Regions from separate parts of the Mus musculus genome. Here regions 1, 2, 3 and 4 are each linked to region 5. The links are chromatin contacts, called in public Hi-C, HiChIP or PLAC-seq and promoter capture Hi-C maps. All regions are on one chromosome and are shown on one strand. Each heading gives the region's core, a stretch centred on a gene start, on an enhancer-like site or on the middle of the called end of the contact. The rest is flanking DNA. Distances are from core to core; before and after follow the strand shown. Region 1 overlaps 2610027F03Rik (a long non-coding RNA gene). Region 2 holds the start of C1ql2 (complement component 1, q subcomponent-like 2). Region 3 has its middle 31 kb from the start of 2610027F03Rik. Region 4 holds the start of 2610027F03Rik (a long non-coding RNA gene). Region 5 holds the start of Insig2 (insulin induced gene 2).

The links. Promoter capture Hi-C pulls out the DNA fragments that hold promoters and counts their contacts. Hi-C and Micro-C count contacts between places; a contact is called where the count stands out from the background. HiChIP or PLAC-seq counts read pairs in DNA pulled down with a chosen protein or histone mark.
Region 1: an H3K27ac HiChIP or PLAC-seq map of the NIH/3T3 cell line shows a contact between it and region 5, with 2.8 times the contacts expected there. The contact joins the enhancer-like site here to the promoter of Insig2 in region 5. A contact is called at or near these places in 3 of 39 promoter capture datasets (the 3T3-L1 cell line and 3T3-L1-derived adipocytes), 1 of 15 datasets of contacts at CTCF or cohesin (the NIH/3T3 cell line), 1 of 484 Hi-C or Micro-C datasets (muscle stem cells), 2 of 115 datasets of contacts at active chromatin or transcription factors (the NIH/3T3 cell line and pancreatic cancer cells) and 1 of 9 other capture datasets (embryonic stem cells).
Region 2: a contact with region 5 is called in a promoter capture Hi-C map of hippocampal neurons, with 2.4 times the contacts expected there. The contact joins the promoter of C1ql2 here to the promoter of Insig2 in region 5. A contact is called at or near these places in 5 of 39 promoter capture datasets (embryonic stem cells, hippocampal neurons, liver and 2 more), 3 of 115 datasets of contacts at active chromatin or transcription factors (astrocytes, embryonic limb bud and large pre-B cells) and 1 of 9 other capture datasets (embryonic stem cells).
Region 3: a contact with region 5 is called in a Hi-C map of muscle stem cells, with 2.6 times the contacts expected there. The contact joins the enhancer-like site here to the promoter of Insig2 in region 5. A contact is called at or near these places in 4 of 39 promoter capture datasets (the 3T3-L1 cell line, cranial neural crest, liver and 1 more), 1 of 484 Hi-C or Micro-C datasets (muscle stem cells), 7 of 115 datasets of contacts at active chromatin or transcription factors (astrocytes, cardiomyocytes, embryonic forebrain and 4 more) and 1 of 9 other capture datasets (pancreatic islet).
Region 4: a contact with region 5 is called in a promoter capture Hi-C map of the 3T3-L1 cell line, with 3 times the contacts expected there. The contact joins the promoter of 2610027F03Rik here to the promoter of Insig2 in region 5. A contact is called at or near these places in 3 of 39 promoter capture datasets (the 3T3-L1 cell line and embryonic stem cells).

Annotation. Positions count from the first base shown.
Region 1 is chr1:120,756,639-120,760,532 of GRCm38.p6, forward strand. The region is part of intron 2 of 2610027F03Rik (a long non-coding RNA gene); the gene reads left to right. Among named protein-coding and RNA genes, the nearest start is that of Gm29345, 47 kb to the right of the region's middle. Within about 2 kb of position 1,308, at least 87 of the 459 cell types and tissues checked have an H3K27ac peak or open chromatin away from gene starts, as enhancers often do. A contact at or near this core is called in the NIH/3T3 cell line, muscle stem cells and pancreatic cancer cells, where this site is marked.
Region 2 is chr1:120,338,565-120,342,453 of GRCm38.p6, forward strand. C1ql2 (complement component 1, q subcomponent-like 2) reads left to right here and starts at 2,018. Exons shown (of 2, transcript NM_207233.1): 1 at 2,018-3,237; 2 at 3,831-3,889. The coding sequence starts at 2,554.
Region 3 is chr1:120,652,618-120,656,581 of GRCm38.p6, forward strand. It overlaps a transcript of 2610027F03Rik not described here. Among named protein-coding and RNA genes, the nearest start is that of 2610027F03Rik, 31 kb to the right of the region's middle. Within about 2 kb of position 2,589, at least 37 of the 459 cell types and tissues checked have an H3K27ac peak or open chromatin away from gene starts, as enhancers often do. A contact at or near this core is called in hepatocytes, muscle stem cells, pancreatic cancer cells and 1 more, where this site is marked.
Region 4 is chr1:120,683,951-120,687,613 of GRCm38.p6, forward strand. It overlaps 2610027F03Rik (a long non-coding RNA gene), which reads left to right and starts at 1,465. Exons shown (of 3, transcript XR_001779385.1): 1 at 1,465-3,663.
Region 5 is chr1:121,326,290-121,330,249 of GRCm38.p6, forward strand. Insig2 (insulin induced gene 2) reads right to left here and starts at 1,735. Exons shown (of 6, transcript NM_133748.2): 1 at 1,402-1,735.

The sequences.
Region 1 (3,894 bases), core at 58-2,557, 570 kb before region 5:
ATAATAATAATTATTAAAAGGCATCCTGTATGTTTAGTGTCAATTCAGAAGTATTTGTCATTTCTGATCCCGACTCTCACACTGTCCCAGGCTATGATTACCCTCTTCCTCCAGCCTGCTAAATCCTGAGCTTACAGGCGTGTGCTACCATGCCTGGCAAACACCCTTTAGTACTTGGCCTCCAATAACTGAGTTTGGTTTAATTAAGTAATCAGATGGACTATCACAGATAAGCCAGTCCTGAACACAAACAACAAAGGAAAGTACTTCTAAGACACAGCCATTCCTGTCAGGTTCTGATCACTATCATCTTGATGGTTTTTATCTTTTGTATCATAAAATAATTCATCTTAAACATTGCACTTAAAGGAACTTGACTGCTGATTCATATTTGAGTTAATCTGGTATCAATTACTGGCTTGGGTTTGGAAAATTCGATGTCTGAGCAGATGAAATACTTCAATACCTTAGATAGAGCTGGTTTCTGGATCCAGCCTGCAGTGGCATGGTCAGAAAAGTTTAAAATATTTCTGCCAGATTCAAAGACGAGCAAGATTAAAAATTCCCAAATGTGTATCCTGGATCTCCTCCAAAAAACATTCCATCTTTATTCATTATTGGATATTGTCTTGATTAAAATTCCTGTTGGTTTGTCCTTGGTTAAGTAGTAATCTTGTAGCCTAGCATTTGGAATGTATTGGGATCATGTGACACGCGTGAGCCCAAATGAATATAGAGAGATCTCTTTCACAAGTCAGCAAGGACGACTAGAACGAGTTCAGATTTCAGCAGCGCAGCTTCAGGCGGGGGGAGGGGAGGGAGTTATCTGGTCGGCACATTCTTTGCCAACATGTGAGTCAGAAAGAGCTGTTCAAAGCAGGATGACTTTCCCCGTAACACCAAAGTCCTGAATCCAGGCCGATTTCTCCAGAGAACTTGAGATTCTCCCCCTTCTTCCCCCTTTATCTCTCTGTTCTATTTCTAGCAGTTGCTAACTTCACCCAGTAACATGTGAAAAATGCAGTCCACAATGGGAAGCAGATGACTAGGCCACCATCTTCTGAGTCACCCTTCTGTCCTCTGCATTCCTTTCAAGACTGAGGACTGATTCTGAGGAGGGGCTGAGCAGGGAAATCCAAGGGAAATTTGGGTCTCTTCAATAACCCTGAAAGAGAATGTGTGTATGTGTGTGTGTGTACGTGTGTCTGTCTGTATGTGTGTGTCCACATGTTTATGTAGAAGCCAGAGGACAGCCTTAGCTGTCCTCTCCTTCCAGGCACTGTCCACCTTTGAGACTGGGTTTCTTAAGGACCTGTAGCTCTCTGATTCAGCTAGGCTGGCTGGCCTGTTTCTGCCTCCCTCGTATAAGCATCTACTACCATACTTGGCTTTTTAACGAGGGTGCTGGAGATGTAAACAGAGGTCTTGCATGGTAAGTACATCACTGAAAGAGCCATCTCCCTACCCTCATGCAGATGCTTTTTTGGTTCCCACAACCTGCCTGGTACTGATCCCCAGGGACTCCAGTCTAGGTCCTGATGCTTGTGGAAGATCAAGAAGAAAGGGAGGGAGGCTGTGCAACATTGGAAGGCCCAGCTGGCCTTTTGTTTTGTTTTATATTAATGGGCACTGGGACATGAAGTCTGTCTCAGAGCAGGGAGGGACAGAATATTGGCGAAGGTCTGAGTCCCCAGAGATGACAAGAGCTGTCAGCACCTCTCTTGTGCTGGAAACATATCCGTCAGCTAGAAAAAGTCATGAGGTGGAGCTGGAGCCAAGCGTTTTGGGATAGACTCAACTTTAAGGCAAGCTGTCGGGGAGTCAGTTCAAGGCTGTGTAATCCCCAGTATGGCCGGTAAGAATACCACGGGGGCCTGGAGGAAACTATGCTCCTGCTGGCTCCAGGAACTGGGTCGGGATCCTCAGGAACAAAGCATCCAGCTGCAGTGATAGCTGCAAAGAAGCTCAAAGGGGTGTGTATGTGTGTGTGTGTGTGTGTGTGTGTGTGTGTGCACATTTATGAAGGTCAGAGGTCAATGCCAGACATCTTCCTCAATTTCTCTCCACCTTATTTGTTGAGATAGGGTCTCACCCTAAACCTGGAGCTCAGAGATTTGTCCAGACTGGCTGACTGGGAGACCCAGTCATCCTTTGCCTCTGCCTATCAAGTGCTGGGAGTGTAGGCAGGTAACTCCAAGCCCAACTTTTCATATGGGCGAGGGGATCTGAATGCAGCGCCTCACACTTGTGTGGCAAGTGTTATCTCATCAGCCTGACACTTCACAGTATCGTGTGACCCTGGCCGCCCAGCTTCTGGGAATCTGGCCTGCTACTTACAGAAATGAATGAGTCAGCTCACTTCCCATGAGGCCAAGCCTCAGGCAGTCTTCTTGGGTTTAGAGTGAACTTGCCTTCAGTCTCTCACCCACGTGCAGAAACACCAGTCAAACCAGGATGCTGAGTAGTTAGTTAAATGGTAGCTATGAGATGATCAAGGCTCTGTCTGGTTTCTTCAGATCTGTAGGCCCCACACCCAGAATAGTAACTGCATATCCATATTTGAGATTGAGTAAATGAATAAATGAATGAATAATATCAGATTTGTGAATAAGAATCTATGGTGCAATAGTCAAATGGTTTTGAGCACATGAGCTGACAAATGCATTTAATATTTTAACACATATATATCATATAACATAATACTTTAGTTCATTCATCTTTTCCCTCTCCATTCTCTTCCCTTCTTCTTTCTTTTTTTCTCCCCTACCTTTGTTCCCTTTTCGTTAAGGTTTCATTATGTAGCCCAGGCTAGTCCCAAATAATCCTCTGCCCCAGTCTCCCGAGGGCTAGGATTACAGATGTGCACCACCACACCCAGAGGAACACATCCTTTCAACAAAGGGAAACTCAGGACAATTGGAGTAAGGAAAGGATCCCTAAGCTACTGTGAATTACTTCCTTTGCAATGCTAAGCAGGTACTGTCCCATTAACCCAAGGAGGAAATGGAGGCCTCAAAAGGTGAAGTCCTTTGCCTAAGGTGCCTGAGAGGAAAAGAGGTAGCATGGTTCACACACAAGGCTCCCATATCAGAACTGTCTTAAGGAAGGAATTACTGGTCATTTCCTTATGGTGCTACTGCGCCAGCGTTTGGGGAATTTGGACAGCGTACACACAGCGCTGGAAAAGAGTTTAGAATGATTTCTTTTTATGGGAAGATTTTCGAATTTTGAGATTCAGATCAGATTAAGTAGGTGAAAGTGCTTTTTCAGGCTGCTTGGCTTGATGCTAAAACACAAAATAATATTTACAAAAAATTGTCCTGGATCCAAATCCCATATAAATGCATTATTATTATTATTTTTTTTTTAGCCAAGAGCTCACAGAAGCAAGAAATAAATCACCATGCCTCCAAATGAGGCGGTGACTGGGAGTGAGCCGGGTGTTTGATGAGGTCTCTGAGGGCTCATGGTTTCCTTCCAGCTCCGTAGCACACAGCTAAGTCACACCATCTCTCCTGACCCCACTTTCACTGATGTTCCAATTAAAAGCTCCTTAAAAGAGTAATTATTTTCTTTTCAGTTGTTTATGTTTGTGTATATGCGCATGTGTACGGAGGCCAGAGGGGGAGTTGGAATTACAGGAATTACAGGGTGAGCCATCCTCCGCGTGGATGCTAGGAACTGAACTCAGGTCCTCTGCCAGAGCAGCAAGTGCTCTTAACTGCTGAGCCCTCTCTCAGCTCCTCCAACATCATGTTAGCAACCCCTGCTTTGCTCCCCCCCCTCAATAGCATCAGAATCAGGAGAAGTCATGCAAGATGGAGGTCCTATATTCTATGATTATGAAATTTGATCCCCTCCCTTACCTAATTATATACTAATTAATCTAATTTT
Region 2 (3,889 bases), core at 768-3,267, 990 kb before region 5:
TCAAGGTCACATGGGTTGTAGTACTGGAACCCAACACTGGGCCTCCTACAATTACACATTCTAGGGTTGCTCTGGGCAGACTGGGGAGATCTGAAAACTCAGAAAGCCAGGGTAGACCCTGGACAAGCTCCTCGTACCATCAAAGCCTGTGTTTTCCCATCTATATTAGAGGAGAAAAGGCATGAATGCACAGGACTGTATCTGCAAAGGAAGGGAAGAGAACTCACAAAGCAACCACACAGCCGTTCTTAGCAGGAATATTGTGGAGACCTGTGCTGTGGTGGGACCAGCAAGTGGCCAGCGGTGGGAGCAGAAGCAACCACAGTGAAAAGTGAGACTCCACTGAGCATGGCATCTGATAAACAACCACTCTCTTTAGAGCACAAGCCCCGCCCCGGAAGGTGGCCCAGAAACCAGAGGTGTGGGGTCACTCACTTGTGTAGGTGATAGACAGCACCAGGACATCCAGCCTACCCAGACCAGGGGCTCTTCCCCTCTGAGGTAGGTGCCTTCCCAGCTCCCCGGGGGAGCAGGGGCCCAGTGTGTGTGGCTCTGTTTCCTCTTTAGTAGCAGTAGAAGGACATAGATGATTCTCCTTTAATTGTGCCCCAGCTGGAGGAGGGGTGCAAATGCATTTGGATGCAGGGAGAGGGAGCTGGGGTGTTCCTGGAGAGGAACTCACTCACCAGCCTGGAGCAGGGCTCCCTGTGCCTTCAGTGTGAATGGTGAAGGTAAGGGAGGAGAATTTACTAAAACACGTTGTTTTAAAATGCTATAATGACATCTAATATTTTGTATGATGTTTACGAAAGAAACTAAATTTAAAGAAGAAAATAAGTAACAACAGGAAGGGGGAAGAGATTGAGACCCTGAGGAGGAGGAGGAGGAGGAGAAGGAATCTGCCTTTAAGAAATTAGAGTTGAGGCAGGGGAGAGAGGGCTTGAGTTAAGAGTACTGGCTGCTCTTCCTAGAGGACCTAGATGCAATTCTCAGCACCCACATAGCAGCTCACAAATGTCTGAAACTCCAATTCTTGGGAATCTGACACGATCACACATGCAGGCAAAATACCAATGTACATGAATTAAAAAAAAAAAAAACAACCTTTAAAAGAAACAAGGGTTCAGTACCACTACTGACATCTTGTTTCCCCAGAGGCCTTACTTTAATTATTTATTGTTTCCACTTAGTTGCTCAATTAATTAATTTAGAGGTTTTTTTCTTCCTTTCTTTTTCTTTTTTCTTTCTCTCTTTTTTTTCTTCTTAAGACAGGGTTTCTCTGTGTAGCTCAGGCTATCCTGGAACTCACTCTGTAGACCAGGCTGGCCTTGTACTCAAAGATCTGCCTGCCTCTGCCTCCCCAGTGCTGGGATTAAAGACATGCACCATCACTGCCCTGCTTTCCTCTTTTTATTTTGAAAATTGTTCATCAACAGTTACTAAACGTGTTCGAATTCCAAGAGCTGACTAGACATATAAGACCATTCAGCCTTCTGAATAAGATGTAGGTGTGCCCCTCCTCTTACTCCTCTATTTGGAAGTTGGTTACTTTCTGTATGTAGTATGCGAATCCCCCTCTGCCACCCCGCTTTCTGTTTTAAAACAGAAAAGGCTGCAACATACAGTGTGTGCTTCTGTTCTTGAACTGGAAGCTTAGGCTGTCCTGGACTTGGGTTGAGACCTGGGCTCATCCAGATAGGAAATGGATTTGGTGACCCCGCCAGGACTTCGCAGGCACCACATCGTGGTCGTGTGTGGGTGCTGTATGCACCCACTGATTGCGCGCGTGGGTTCCAGAGCTTGGTGGTCTGCGAGAGGAGAGTGGGCAAGAGTGGGTGTGTCTGTGGAGCCCCAGCTAGGGGCTGCTGCCCGCTGCTCCCACTTGTGGCTCCTGGGCGCCGCCAGCAGGCACATCTCCGGAGGACGCCGCGGGATGGGAGCTGATGACAGGAGAGCGCCGTCTCCCGAGTGATGGCAGCGCACGCTGCTGCCTCGCCGCCTCCGCCGCTCAGTCCTGATCTTACGTTAGGGTAGCTGGGTACCCCCTCCGCCCGGGAACCAGCTAGTAGAGGGAGAACAGAGCAGAGCGTGCGGCAGAGCCGATCCCGCGTCCCGCCGAACCCTGCCAAGCCCCGCCAATCCCAGCAGAGCAGGAACCAGCGCAGCTGAGCCAACACCGGACGCCGCACTGAGACCCAGCATTCCCCAGCCGCCACTACCCGGTCCCCGCCGGGGTGCCGGGCTCGTCCTGTGAGCCCCTCGTCATGCGTGTCGGGCTCTTCGACTCTCCAGATCAGTTCCAGAGCGGTGGCCTCAGGAGCCCAGGTCCGGATACCTCTCGTTGAAATAGTTGGGTGGCTAAGAGAGGGGTCTCCACGTCGGGGACGCGGAGGGGACCTGCGGAGTTGGCGTCCGAACGCATAGAGCGGGGCCACCCGGCGCCGCTCCACCATTACCTCCCCAGGCGGCAAGGAGGAGCTGGTGGCGGTCGCCTCCCGGCTGTGGCAGCGGCGGCGGCGCGCCTGCTTGGCGGCCGTCGGCGTGCTCTTGGCCATGGCACTGGGGCTGCTGATCGCGGTGCCTCTGCTGCTGCAGGCGGCGCCCCCCGGAGCGGCTCACTACGAGATGCTGGGCACCTGCCGCATGATCTGTGACCCATACAGCGTCGCTCCCGCAGGGGGACCCGCGGGCGCCAAGGCTCCACCGCCGGGACCCAGTACCGCTGCCCTGGAAGTTATGCAGGACCTCAGCGCCAACCCCCCGCCTCCGTTTATCCAGGGACCAAAGGGTGATCCGGGGCGACCAGGCAAGCCAGGGCCTCGGGGTCCTCCTGGAGAGCCAGGGCCTCCTGGGCCCAGGGGTCCCCCGGGAGAGAAAGGAGACTCGGGGAGGCCAGGGCTACCCGGACTGCAGTTGACAACCAGCGCGGCCGGTGGCGTTGGAGTGGTGAGTGGCGGAACCGGGGGCGGTGGCGACACGGAGGGAGAAGTGACCAGTGCGCTGAGCGCCGCCTTCAGCGGTCCCAAGATCGCCTTCTACGTGGGACTCAAGAGCCCCCACGAAGGCTACGAGGTGCTCAAGTTCGACGACGTGGTCACCAATCTTGGCAATCACTACGACCCCACTACAGGCAAGTTCAGCTGCCAGGTGCGGGGCATCTACTTCTTCACGTACCACATTCTCATGCGTGGCGGCGACGGAACCAGCATGTGGGCGGATCTCTGCAAGAACGGGCAGGTCAGTGACTTTCTCCCACACACCCCTCCCTACCTTTCCCGGCCCAACAGAGTCCGCAGACCGTTCATTACAGGCGCCCGGAACCCCAGGGAACTATATACTGTTTCCTGCCACTCTCCAGCGCCCCAGCAAACTCTGGGGTCGGGTGGGCGCTGGACCACATGCATCGCCCAGCTTCCCTGCGTACTATGCTGTCCTTTGCATAAATGTACTGGGCGTTTGAGACTGGACCCCGGGTGCACAGTGACCCTGGCACCTAAATAGGTCTCCAGTCCCCAATCGATTGAGTCATGGCCTGAAGTGGCTGGGCTCCTAGAAAAACCCAGTTGTCTTTATCACTGTGATTGCACGTGGGCCATCCCTTTCCCTCCAGTTTATTCATCTTGGCCTTGACCCCCTAGGACCTTTACATACTGGGCAAGTAAACCCCCTTTCCTTGACTCTGCTACCAAGAGAACTTGGAGCCGAGGAGGGAGTGTTTACACTGAAGTAGCAGGCAGGGAGCCTGCAAAGGGATGGGCGAGGGAGGCCAGGCTTGGACTCAGGAAGAGGTGCAGGGTCCCACCCGCTCGCTCTTCTGGTTCGCCCCGCAGGTGCGAGCCAGCGCCATAGCCCAGGACGCGGACCAGAATTACGACTACGCCAGCAACAG
Region 3 (3,964 bases), core at 1,339-3,838, 670 kb before region 5:
AAAAATTAGAAATATGCCAACTCTAGTATTATAATAGCCCATTTCTCCATAGAAAATCCTCGGATATAGAATGTGCATTTTTGTAAAACAGAAATGGGTAGTTCACCTTAAAAATCAGTTACTTTTCTCCTCCCTCCCTCCTTATCCTTTCATCCCTCCCTCCTTGCCCTCTTTCCTTGCTTCCTTCCTTCCTTTCTTTTTTCCTCTCCCTCTCTCTCCTCCCTCCTTACTTCTCTCCTTCCTTTTCTATCTCCTCCCTCCCCCTCCCTCCCTCCTCCCTCCCTCCTCCCTCCTTCCTCCCTCCCTCCCTCCTCCCTTTCTTTCATTTCTCATGATAGACCTATACAGCCCACACTGGCCTCCGACTCACTATGTAACCAAGTATGATCTAGAACTTTTTATCCTCTTTTCATCCTCCTGCCTCTGTCTCCTGAATGTTGGGATTTTAGATGTGTGCCACCACACCCAGTCCATGCAGTGCTGGAGATCATATCCAGGGCTTTGCTGCTGTACCTTTTATTGTCCCCTCAAACTCTGAGCCAAAATAAAGCCTTCCCAAGGCTGCTCTGGTTACGTATTTTGTTGCCACAAAAATGTAATTAACATGTTGGTGGAAAGGCGGTCATTGTGATGAGTGCATGGGCACTTTATGGAAGAGAGAGAGAGAGAGAGAGAGAGAGAGAGAGAGAGAGACAGAGAAAGAGAGAGACACACAGAGAGAGAGAGACAGAGAGAGAGAGAGACAGAGAGAGAGACAGACAGAGACAGAGACTGAGACAGAGAGAGAGAGAGAGGGGAACATGTAGTGCAGAGACCATAGGTCAACCTTGGAAGTCATTCCTCTGGTGTAGTCCATCTTGTTTCTTGAGACATGCTCTTCTACTTGACTTGGGACTTGCTGCCTTGTCGATGCTGGGCCACCAGTCATCCTTGGGGACACACCTGTCTTCTCATCCACAGGGCTGGGATTACAAATAGTGCCATCCCTGGCTTTATTATGCTTATTTTTAATTAACCTGGGGTTTGAGGCTCTGAGTTTATATGCTCATGATCTCATGCTTACATGGCAAGCCTTTTACAGATAAGGCTACTCCCCTAACCCCCATCCTGAGCCCCACCAGCCTGCTGAATCTAGTGAGTGACAGGGTCTGACTGCGTTTAGCAGGTTACTGTGGCTGGCATATGGTGGGGTTGAATAGAACAAGAGAAAAAAGTGTCAGGGTGGACACAGGGGAAAAGAATTCACACATTGGTGATGATAACTTAGAATAAGATTCTGCACACAGAGATATGAGAAAGATGCATGCTATGACAACCCTAGTGGTCAGTATCATGACCATAAATATAGAGATAGTAGCAGGGACTGTATGCCTTTCAGAAACATACAACCTTTTGACATTATGATGTTGTAATTGTAAAGTTTATGCTGGAAAAGTGATGTGATCAAATGAAACAACAACAACAACAACAACAATAACAACAACAACAAACCAAAAAGCCAAACAATCACAAGCTGGAGAGAAGATGGCTTCGTCACAAGTGCTGGCTTTGCAAACATGAGGACCTGAGTTTGTACCCCAAGAACCCACACATCAAGGTGTGGTAGTTTGTCATTTTAATCCTAGCACTGGGAAGCAGGGACAGGCAGACCCCCAGAGAAGGAAGCCATCCTAGCCCATCCAGGACAATGAGAAACCCTGTCGCAATGAATGGCACATGTGCTGGGTAGTTTTATGTCAGCTCAACACAAGCTAAAGCCATTTGAGTGGAGGGAACCTAAGAAGATGCCCCTGTAAGATCAGACTGCAGGCAAGCCTGTAGGGCATTTTCTTAATTAGTGATTGATAGGCAAAGGCACAGCCCACTGTTGGGTGGGACACCCCTGGGCTGTTGGTCTAGGTTCTATAAGAAAGCAGGCTGAGTTAGTCCTGGGGAGCAAGCCAGTAAGCAACACCCCTCCATGGCTTCTGCATCAGCTCAGGTCTCCATGTTCCTTCTGTTTTTGTGTTCTTGTTTTGACTTCCTTTGATTGTGAAAAGCCCTTAGGAAGTGTGAGCCAAATAAACACATTCTCCCCAAGTTGCTTTGGTCACGGTGTTTCACTGCAGCAACAGAAACCCAAACGAAGACAGAACCTAAGGAACTACATTCAGGATTGTTGTCTGACCTCTATACACATCCAAGGGCACCCTCACATACCTGTGTACTTACATACACTTGAACACACACATTACGCATACACAAACACTCTCCAAATCTCATAGTATTTTAAGCAAGTTTATGATTTTGTGTTGGACCACATTTATGGCATAGCTTTCTTTTGTCACATGTGACATGGTCAGTGGTGCACAGGTTAGACACGCCTGCTGACCGTCTGTGGGGTGATGCCTCTTATCCACCCATAGAGCCTGCCAACATCTCTTCAAACAAAACACTCAGTGATGTCACTTGGCCTCTCGGAATCAGTGAACACAGTTCCATTTACACTGTAGAAATGAGCCAATGCTATAAACCAGGGCATGCTGTTTCCTGGAGAGCCAGTTGTTAAACATTTACTAACCGATCACTACTAACATGCAAGCTCCTTTTACTATCGAGCATCTGAGGGCTCCCTCCCAGGGTGTGCCACACTGTGGCTCAGGGATCTGCTGCCTAGTCAGTCTCTCCGCCTGAGCTGGCAGCACTCCATCCTTGAGCTGTGTGTGGTGCATCTGGGCAGCTGGTGAGTACACATTCTGAACACACGGTGATTCAAACTCAGCAAACATTAATAAGCTGACACTGTCTGCTGGGAACAGCGCCTGGCACAGGGCGGCCGCTGGGATGAGCTCCGTCTCATCTTTTCTCCTTAAACCGGGACAAATGAACCAGATTCCAAGAAAATAGGTGCCAGGCCCCAGGGGAATCCAAAAATGAAGAACGAGTGAGGTTTCTGGAAGATTTGAGAGAATAATTTTTTGCAAGGGAGGAGGGTGCTAAGGGTGAGTGAGCTTTGGAGAATGAACAGGTCATCAGAGAGAAAAGAGAGTGGAAGGAGGAATTGCTGGCTAGGAAAGAGCCCAGAAGCAGGAAGGGATGAGACACGATGTTCTAGTTTCAGTAGTGTGATAGAATCCCCTGATAAAAAGCAGCTTAGGTGAGGAAAGGGTTTATTTGGCTTACACTTCCAGGTCACAGTCTTATCTTTGAGATGGAAGGAAAGTCAGGAATCTAAAACAGCTAGGCACATCACATTCACAGTTAGGAGCAGAAAGAGAATAAATGTAAATGCATGCATGGATCCTTGTTTGCTTGTTTCATCTTAGCTCACTTTCCCCTCTTATATATGGTCCAGCATTTACTGCCTAGGGAATAGTGCTGCCCACAGTGGCCTGGGTCTTTCTACTCCAATTAACAATCAAGACAATTCCTCCTATACATGCCCAAGGGGTAACGTGAGCTAGATAATTCCTTATTAAGACCGTCTTCTCAGGCATTTCTAAGTTATGTCAGATTGACAGTTAAAAATAATCAGTACACATGGCTTTGGCATAAATAACCTAGTGGTTTAAATGTTTGCATATGAAAGCATGCATGTGTATGCATCCTAGAGGAGACCTTGAGAACCATGGTTGTTTGTAATCAGTTGGAAGGAGATGAGAGTCTGAGTGTGCCAGAGGAACAGTGGTATGGCTAGTTAAGAAAACTATTCTGGAGTGCCATTTGGCTTCTGTATCCCTATATGCACTCCAATATTCCACAGACAATTTGGCCCATGCCATACACAGGAGCACTGCTGTTGGCTCTCAACAAGCTTTCAGAAAGAGGTACTGTGCTGACTAGTTGTTATCTGAGACCACTACGATGACATGGGATGATATATATATACATATAAATATATATATATCTCAAGGCACTGGCTACACTGATGCATTAGTAAGAATATGGCCTCATTGCTCCATATGAACATGCACCCAAATATATA
Region 4 (3,663 bases), core at 215-2,714, 640 kb before region 5:
GTGCAAGGGTGAGGACCTAAGTTCATTCCTCAGGACCTACCTGAAAAATAAACAAGCAAGCAAACGAGCAGCAAGGAGTGACGCAGCAGGCTCGTGATTCAGAGTTTGAAGAGATAGAGAAAGGTGGATTCCCTGGGGAATGGCCACCAGTGTAGCAAAAATGAGAAGTTCCAAGACAGTGAGAAATCACATCTCAGAAAGGAAGATGGATAGGTTCAGAGAAAGGACATCTGCAGTTGACCTTTAGCCTTCAAGTTTACATGCGCACCCACACACACATATACACACACACAAAACACACACACACACACACACACACACACACACACACACACACACACAGAGTGCGATTAACAGGGTCTTCTTCTCCTGTTTCCTTCAGGGGTAAAATTTCTTTTATCTCATCAAAATATAGCCCTGACATGGGCATGCTTGGTTAAATTTGTAATGTTGCCCGAAATGTCTCTCCACTTACTTGGCAAATTTGATGGGAAGGATGCTGGGACACATGACAGGGAGACACTGACAGCTCTCTGCTAATATGAACGGGACCAGTTTAGCACCTCTTTTCTTTCCCATGGTAGGCAAAGCCTCATGCTTAACTCAGACCCAAGTGGATTGCCCCACACAGCCGGAACCCTGAGGCGCCAGCCTGCCATTAAGAAGCAGAGTGTAGGTATGCAGTTCAGTGGTTGAGCAACGGTTTAGCATGCACTGGGTCCTGGATCAGATCTCCAATCCCCAAACCAAACCAACCAAACAAACCCATGAGTTCTAATGGCATCTTCATATTTCATTTCAGAGACAAAGGATTAGAAATGTTTAAAAACTGTAGCTCAGGGGACCTGGTGAGATAGTTCAGCAGCTAAGAAGACCCAAGTTCAGTTTCCAGCACCAATACTGGATGGCTTGCAACTGCCTGAAACACCAGCTCCAGTTGGCAGCTTCTTTGGGTCTCCGACGGCATCTACACTCACTTACATGCACATCTACATATTATTTAAAAATAAAACCTATTTTAAAAAACTAAGAATTATGGCTCAAGACAGATATGAACCTTTAATGCAGGTCCAGCCAGGAGTTTAGTGGAAGAAATCAAAGAAGAGAATTCACCAAGAATTCAGTTAGAAAGTCACACCATCTTCTTGTCAATTGTGATAATAAAATCAATACTGCTGAAGATAATGAGAATTTCGAGGGTTATTAATCAGTAAAAATATTTTCAATGGGTAAAGTCTTATCCACCTCAGGTACATGTTTTACCACTGGGAAGATGTGTGCATCTACATGAAGGTCAGATGGCAACTTTGGGTACTGATTCTTCAGGAACAGTCTACCGTTTTTGTATATATTTTTTAAGGCAGAGTATCTCACTGGCCTGGAGTTCATCAGGTAGACTAGGCTGGCTGGCTAGAAAGCCTCCCACGTCCCTCCCCCCCCCCCACCCCCAGGGATCCACCTGCCTTCATCTCCCATGTGCTGAGATTTCAAGCGTCTAGGACCATGTCCAGTCTTTATACACAAGTTCTGTGGGTAGAACTCAAGTCTTCATGTTTGCTTGACAAGAACTGTATTGATTATGTCAGCTCCTCAACCCTTTAATCAGTTTTATTAAGTATTTGTTTTACCATCCCCACTAGGGGATGGTAAAATTGTCTGAGGGGCCTTTGAGTTCTATGAACAGTTTTTTGATCAACAGCTGCTTGTAGCAAAAATCTTTCAGAGTTAGTGTAAAATCTCTGTCCTCACTGTTGGCTTAGTTCATCCATAATGACGCTCTGGCCATTAAAAACATCATTTAAATTAATTTCCTGGCCAATAGAATGGGAGTCCCTGGAATTTGAGCTATGTATGTTGCCTGGACCACGTTAGGGCTGAGGCAACTGGACCAGGCATGGCCTAGGGTACAAAGAGGTGGTGATTAATTTAGGGGTCAAGTGTTTAAACATCTGTCGCCTGTAGACTGCTTGCTTCAGTTCAGACACCTCTGCTTTGGAAGAAGGAGCCGGGAGGCCCCCTGCTGCCCTTATTTCCAGCCCAGTTGCCTGGTGCTCTGTCCCTCAGCTTCTCTGAGATACCAGCCCTAGGGAGACTGTGCACTGCAGTTTGTACCACCCTGTGGTGACTTTATGCTATGACATATGCTCCCTCCACTAGCCTTTCTATTATATGAGTGTCATCCCTCTCTACTGCTTGTTCCAAGGGCCATGATTTAGCTTCTTTCCTATCTCTAGACACTTTGGAGGGGCTCAGCCAATCCCGAGGTGGGTTTCCATGTCTTTAAGGACCCGAGAATCACCTGTGCCGGACTTTCACTGTCACCATGGTTTCTGCAAAGCTGATTAGTAAGGAATTAACCAGCACCAGACCAACCCAGAATGGGGGACTTCAGACGTGGCTCAGACGTAAGACCACTGGCTGTGTGAGAGTGAGGACCTGTGTTCCCATCCCCAGCATGTATGTAAAGAGCCGAGTGAGGCTGTGTAGGTGCCTGTAACCTTGGTTTTGTGCTGAATGGAGGTATGAGGATCACTGGGGCCGGCTGCCAGCTTAGCTCCTGGATCTGTGAGATATTCTGGTTCAGGGTCATAGAACAGGATCTGTAGTTGTCCCTTCTGGCCTCTGCATTCATATACCTGCATACACAGGAACTAGACATACATACTCCACATAGATAGAGCACATACACACTAATAAAATAAGCAAACTCCTCAAAACCCAGAGCACGCTCTAGCCTAAGCTCAGGGCAGCACCCCAAGTTCAACACCCACAAGAGGCTGGTGCTGAGAAAGGAAAGTGGATGGCCTCTGATGCCCACAGAAGTGTTTGCTTTTTCTCTCGCTCCACAGATCTCTCAAATGTTCTTTTTCCACACTGTACCCCCACCCCCAATTTTATACATAGCAGATGGTGTTCAAACAAGTCAAGGAGCAGAAGCTGCAAAAGGCTTAAAAGAAAAAAAAAAGACAGTGAAACTCATATATTTCTTCAAACGATAAGATGAACTACAGATGTTTGAGGACTGGAGATGGTGCCGCCTGCGACTGCAGCCCCACTTAAAAGAAGAGTCCCTTATGTTTAACGTTGGACAAGCCCGGTAGCTGTCACGGCATGATTTACGGAGGTTGTTTGTGAGATTTTATGTTACTGGGGACCTGGCAATGAAAACCTCATTCCTTCTGCCCATAGGCATTATCTCCTGGAGTCCATGGTGGACTCGTGGGGGTGAACTTGGCGCTTTACAGCCAGTCTGTGGTCCTCTGGCTTCCTGCGTTCTGACCAATGCTTCCCTTCCACCCTGGATACTAGAACTGACCCCTCTGTGGGGATCTGGGTCCTTGGAAGCGTCCTGTTCCTACCTGATACCTGCAATCAGATTACTCTCAAATTAAGCTTGACAAAGTTGTTAAAGGCGAAACAGTTGTGTGGCAGAATCCAGCTGCATATAGGAAACAGCTGCCTTCAAGGCTTTCTCCCCTTCTTCTTTTTAAGGAAGGAAAGCATCTCCATAGAATGTTTAAAATGTGAACATAAAGGTTATCTTAGAAAGGCCAGCAGAGCCTGTGATCAGAGAGTGCCATGGCTCTAGTAAAAGCTTCTTTTGGGGTGACTTCTTAGTCATAAATATCTATTACCCACTGAAGCCAGGAACCCAAGACCTTC
Region 5 (3,960 bases), core at 485-2,984:
GCTCTTCTCTCCCCACATTAAAACCCAAACACAGAAACCATTAAGCAAGCAGCAGTCACACAGCGCACTGCTTTAAACAGAAAGCACAGAAAGCTTAGTCCTTAAAAAATGTTATCTACTGCTTGGTGATAATTTTCTACACACAATAAAAACAGTGTTTTTACTGAACTGTCCTTTATCTTTTCCTTTTCAGTATCTCTATCTAAAACACAATTATCCGTTTTTAAAGCATCAAATTTCCCCGAATACAAAACGACTCATAGATTGGTCATTTCATAATAGATGCGAGCTGAATACTATGAAAACAAGTAATATCAGCGGTTACAAATCCAGAAAAAACGATGGAGGAAGAAAACATCAGTCATTGTTTTTCCCCCGCAGGTCATTAATTAACAGGGGACACCCCTTTATTCATTTTCATTCAGTAGTTCACTGTCTGGGCCAAACCCCAAAGCTAGGGGGGAAGGGGGGGCAGAGAGGAAGCCCCGCATGGAAGCCTTGGTTTTTTTTTTTTGTTTTGTTTTGTTTTGTTTTGTTTTAATCCAGAACTGGAGACTGTCTTTCATTGCTGTGGTCACTGAAACCAGCCAACATAAGTGTCCCAACAGTCAACTCAATTTGCTCTTTCTCCAAGAATTTCCTCATCAATCCTACAAAACAGTAAACACTTCGGGGTATCTATTTCACCCAACGACATAGTTCACACTACCCGTGAACAACTTTTCACTTAAGTTTTAACTCCTTTCGTGTCCCTAAACGCCATCCTCAGCAAAGCACTGTTTTCCTTTACCAGCCGGCTCATCCCCAAAGAACGACGCTAAAGCCCCACTTACTATCACCAACCGACTTCTAGGCCCTGGCAACAACTGCTTGGCAGCACCCACTGATACATACCTAAAAGGTATTCACTTCCGATTCACAATCCCTACTCTTCAACTCAGGAGTCCTCTTATTTCGGTAGATTCTAAACTTCCTACGGTTATGTACCTAATTTCCATCCATCTCCCATACAAGCCTGAGTCTTCCTCCCAGACTACAAGGCACCGAGTCCGGGCAGGTGTACACTAGACAGCTGGCCCATCTCTGTCCCCAAACAGACCTCCAGGGTCGCCCTTTCCGCTGTCCTCCAGCCTTCTTCCACTCTGACAGTCTTCCACTGTCCAGGGACCTCGGCATCCCCCAAAGCCTGTCCCTCTATGAGCCCGCTGGTTTTTCCCTAGATCTCGCTGACCTCTCTCCAGGTAAGCCGGGGACCCCTCGCCCCAGCAGGCCCCACCTGCGGGTCCTGGATCCCCCAACACCAGCTAGGAGTGTTGCCAGCCTGCGACGTTAAAACATAAACAGCTCCTCTTCCCAAAAGCCACCGCCGTCCTCGAGCCGTCCCCGGCCAAATAAGCTCACCTGAGCTCTGCCCGGAGACCCCCAGTTCACCCCCGCCTCCGCCATCTTCAGGGACCGGCCCCCGACCTACTCCCCTCCCACAGCTCCGCCTGAGCCGCACTGCGCCTGCGCCGCCCGGCGGCTTCACGCTGACGGTAGGGGCAGAGGAGCTTCCGGTTGCCTCTGCGCGCACTGCCTCCGCTCTGCGGAGACGGGGCAAAAGGACTTCCGGTGTGCCGGGCACTCCGGGCTGGAAGGAGGTGGGGACCCTGTCTGGGAGGAGGAGAGGCTGCGAAATCAGCTGTTGTTGGTGCCCTCGGGAGTCAGAGGTTCTGGATGGGCATCTGGACTCTGTGGGCGGAGTGAGGGACTCGTGCGCGCACGCACGCGCAGCCCGAGACTCCACCCTCTGCGTGGGCCGCAGTTGCCAGCCGGGTGACAGGCTCCACGGTTGTCGCCTGCAACTTCTTCCCGCCTTGGAGTGTGCCTCAGTATCCTTTCTGAATACGGATTAAAGGCAGCTCTTTGCATCAGCTCTCGAGAGACTTGGGTCAAAGACCAAGCAACACAAAACCTTATCACCTCTGTTACTGTCAAAATTTGACTTAAAGCGCTTCCTTCTTGAGACAGGGTCACACAGTGTATGTAGCCTTAGCCGGTCTGAAGCTACCCAGGTAGACCAGGCAGACCTCGAGAGCTACTTGTCTCTGCTTCCTCAGTGCTAGGATCAGAAGTGTGCGCCACCACGCCCAGCTAAGACCTTCCTTTTAGAACTGGAAACCATAATTAAGAGAATGGATAGTGTGCACGTTGGAGATGGTGCAGATGAGCTGTTGTTTTGGATGGAAAATGGTACAGAGAAGTTTTGTTTTCTTTATTCCTTGAAGATTTTAAGGACTTGAAGTTCGAGTGGGGAAGTGGAGTGCGAATCCGGGAGATGTGTCAGGGAAGTGGGGAGTAAATATAAAAATGCATTGTATGAAGTCCTTAAGGACTCTTTTTTTTTTTTTTTAAAGAAAAATTTCATACATATACAATACGTTTTGATCATTTTTCCTGCCCACCACTACATTCCTCTACAGAGTGTTTTTAAAGGCTAATAAGTGGCTTGATTACCACCTCTGGGCTGTTCACTATATCATCTTTTGGGGAGCTTAGCCAAAAATATATTATGCTTGTGGTCTGATTGCATTGGTCTTAAGGAGAGTTTTGTAGGAACTATGGGCCTAAAGTAATTGCTATAATTTAGCAAGAGAATGTCATTTGGTTAAATGCCTTTGTTTTCATTTACTTTGAACTAACAATCAGATGCATCTTTAACAGTTTCTGATCATTTTATCAACACATTTATTTCTTAAAAATAAGAGAAACTAAACTTGGACCAAAAGACTCAGCATGTAATAATATGGCTTTTCATGTATTTCTAATGGTTTTTGTCTAGCTAATCTTAAATTTAATTCCTGCAGGTTTTTATGCATAGTAATTGAAAGCCTAGGCTAATTATGCTGCACAGATGAAGAGTTTTATAAGGAAAAATAAAAATACACATGGGATAACCCATATTATCCATGATATGATATTTTTGTCAACTTGGCAGGATTGAGAATCGCTATGGGAATACCTCTGGGTGTATGTCTGAGGGATGTTTCTAGAAACATTTCAGGAAAGAAGGAAGGAAGAAGCACATGGATGTGAGCAGCCCCAATGGGGTCAAGAGCTGAATAAAAAAGAGAAAGCTCACTGAGCATCAACACTCCTCTCAGTTTCCTGTTTCTTTCCTGTCTCTTCAGTCAGTGTGACCTCACTCTCGCCTCCATGCCTTAGCTATGGTGATGGCCTGTGTCCTTCCTTAATGGGAGCCAAAATAAACCCATCCTCCCTCAAGTCCTTTTGCCAAGCATTTGTTTTTCACAGCAACATGAAAATCCAGAACAAACTGATGTCAGGGTATGACTTAAGAGGGCGGTGAGATCATATTTATTTTGGCTTACTTTAAAGTTGGTTCTGTGCCATTGGACTGCTGGTGAAGACTTTTTGAAAGTTCAGTTGTGTCTCAGCACTGACTCCATATGTGAAGTCAGGTCCAATTGGTCCTTTTTTTCTAGGTTTTTCTTTTTATAGATATGAAGTAAAATAGTGAACCTGCTAATTTTTAAAGTCCTTTTAACCACTAGAAATATCAGTGATTTGATAGTTCTGCTGTTGCCCTGCCCCAATAATACTTCTTGTTTGTTCTTTCAATGAGAGAGACCATTGGGCAAATTAGAAAGAATAAACACTGCAGCTAAATATAAGCAAACATCCACAGAAGTCACTGGGCTGCTTTTACTTCCCTAAAAGCTTCATTTACTTCTACAAAGCAAAAAAAACAGTAAGAACTTTTGCTTCTTTGAGATTATAAAATGAATCATTTACAAGTTCATTTATCTCTTCTACAACTTCAACCTGAGCAGCTAGCAGACATCTTCAGCCTTAATGGTAATTATTGTATGTGGGCGGATACTTCAGTTAAGGTTCTGAGAACCTGGCACTTGGAAATCTTACTCAAATAAAAAGCATCGAGACAGTAAAACCAAAGAA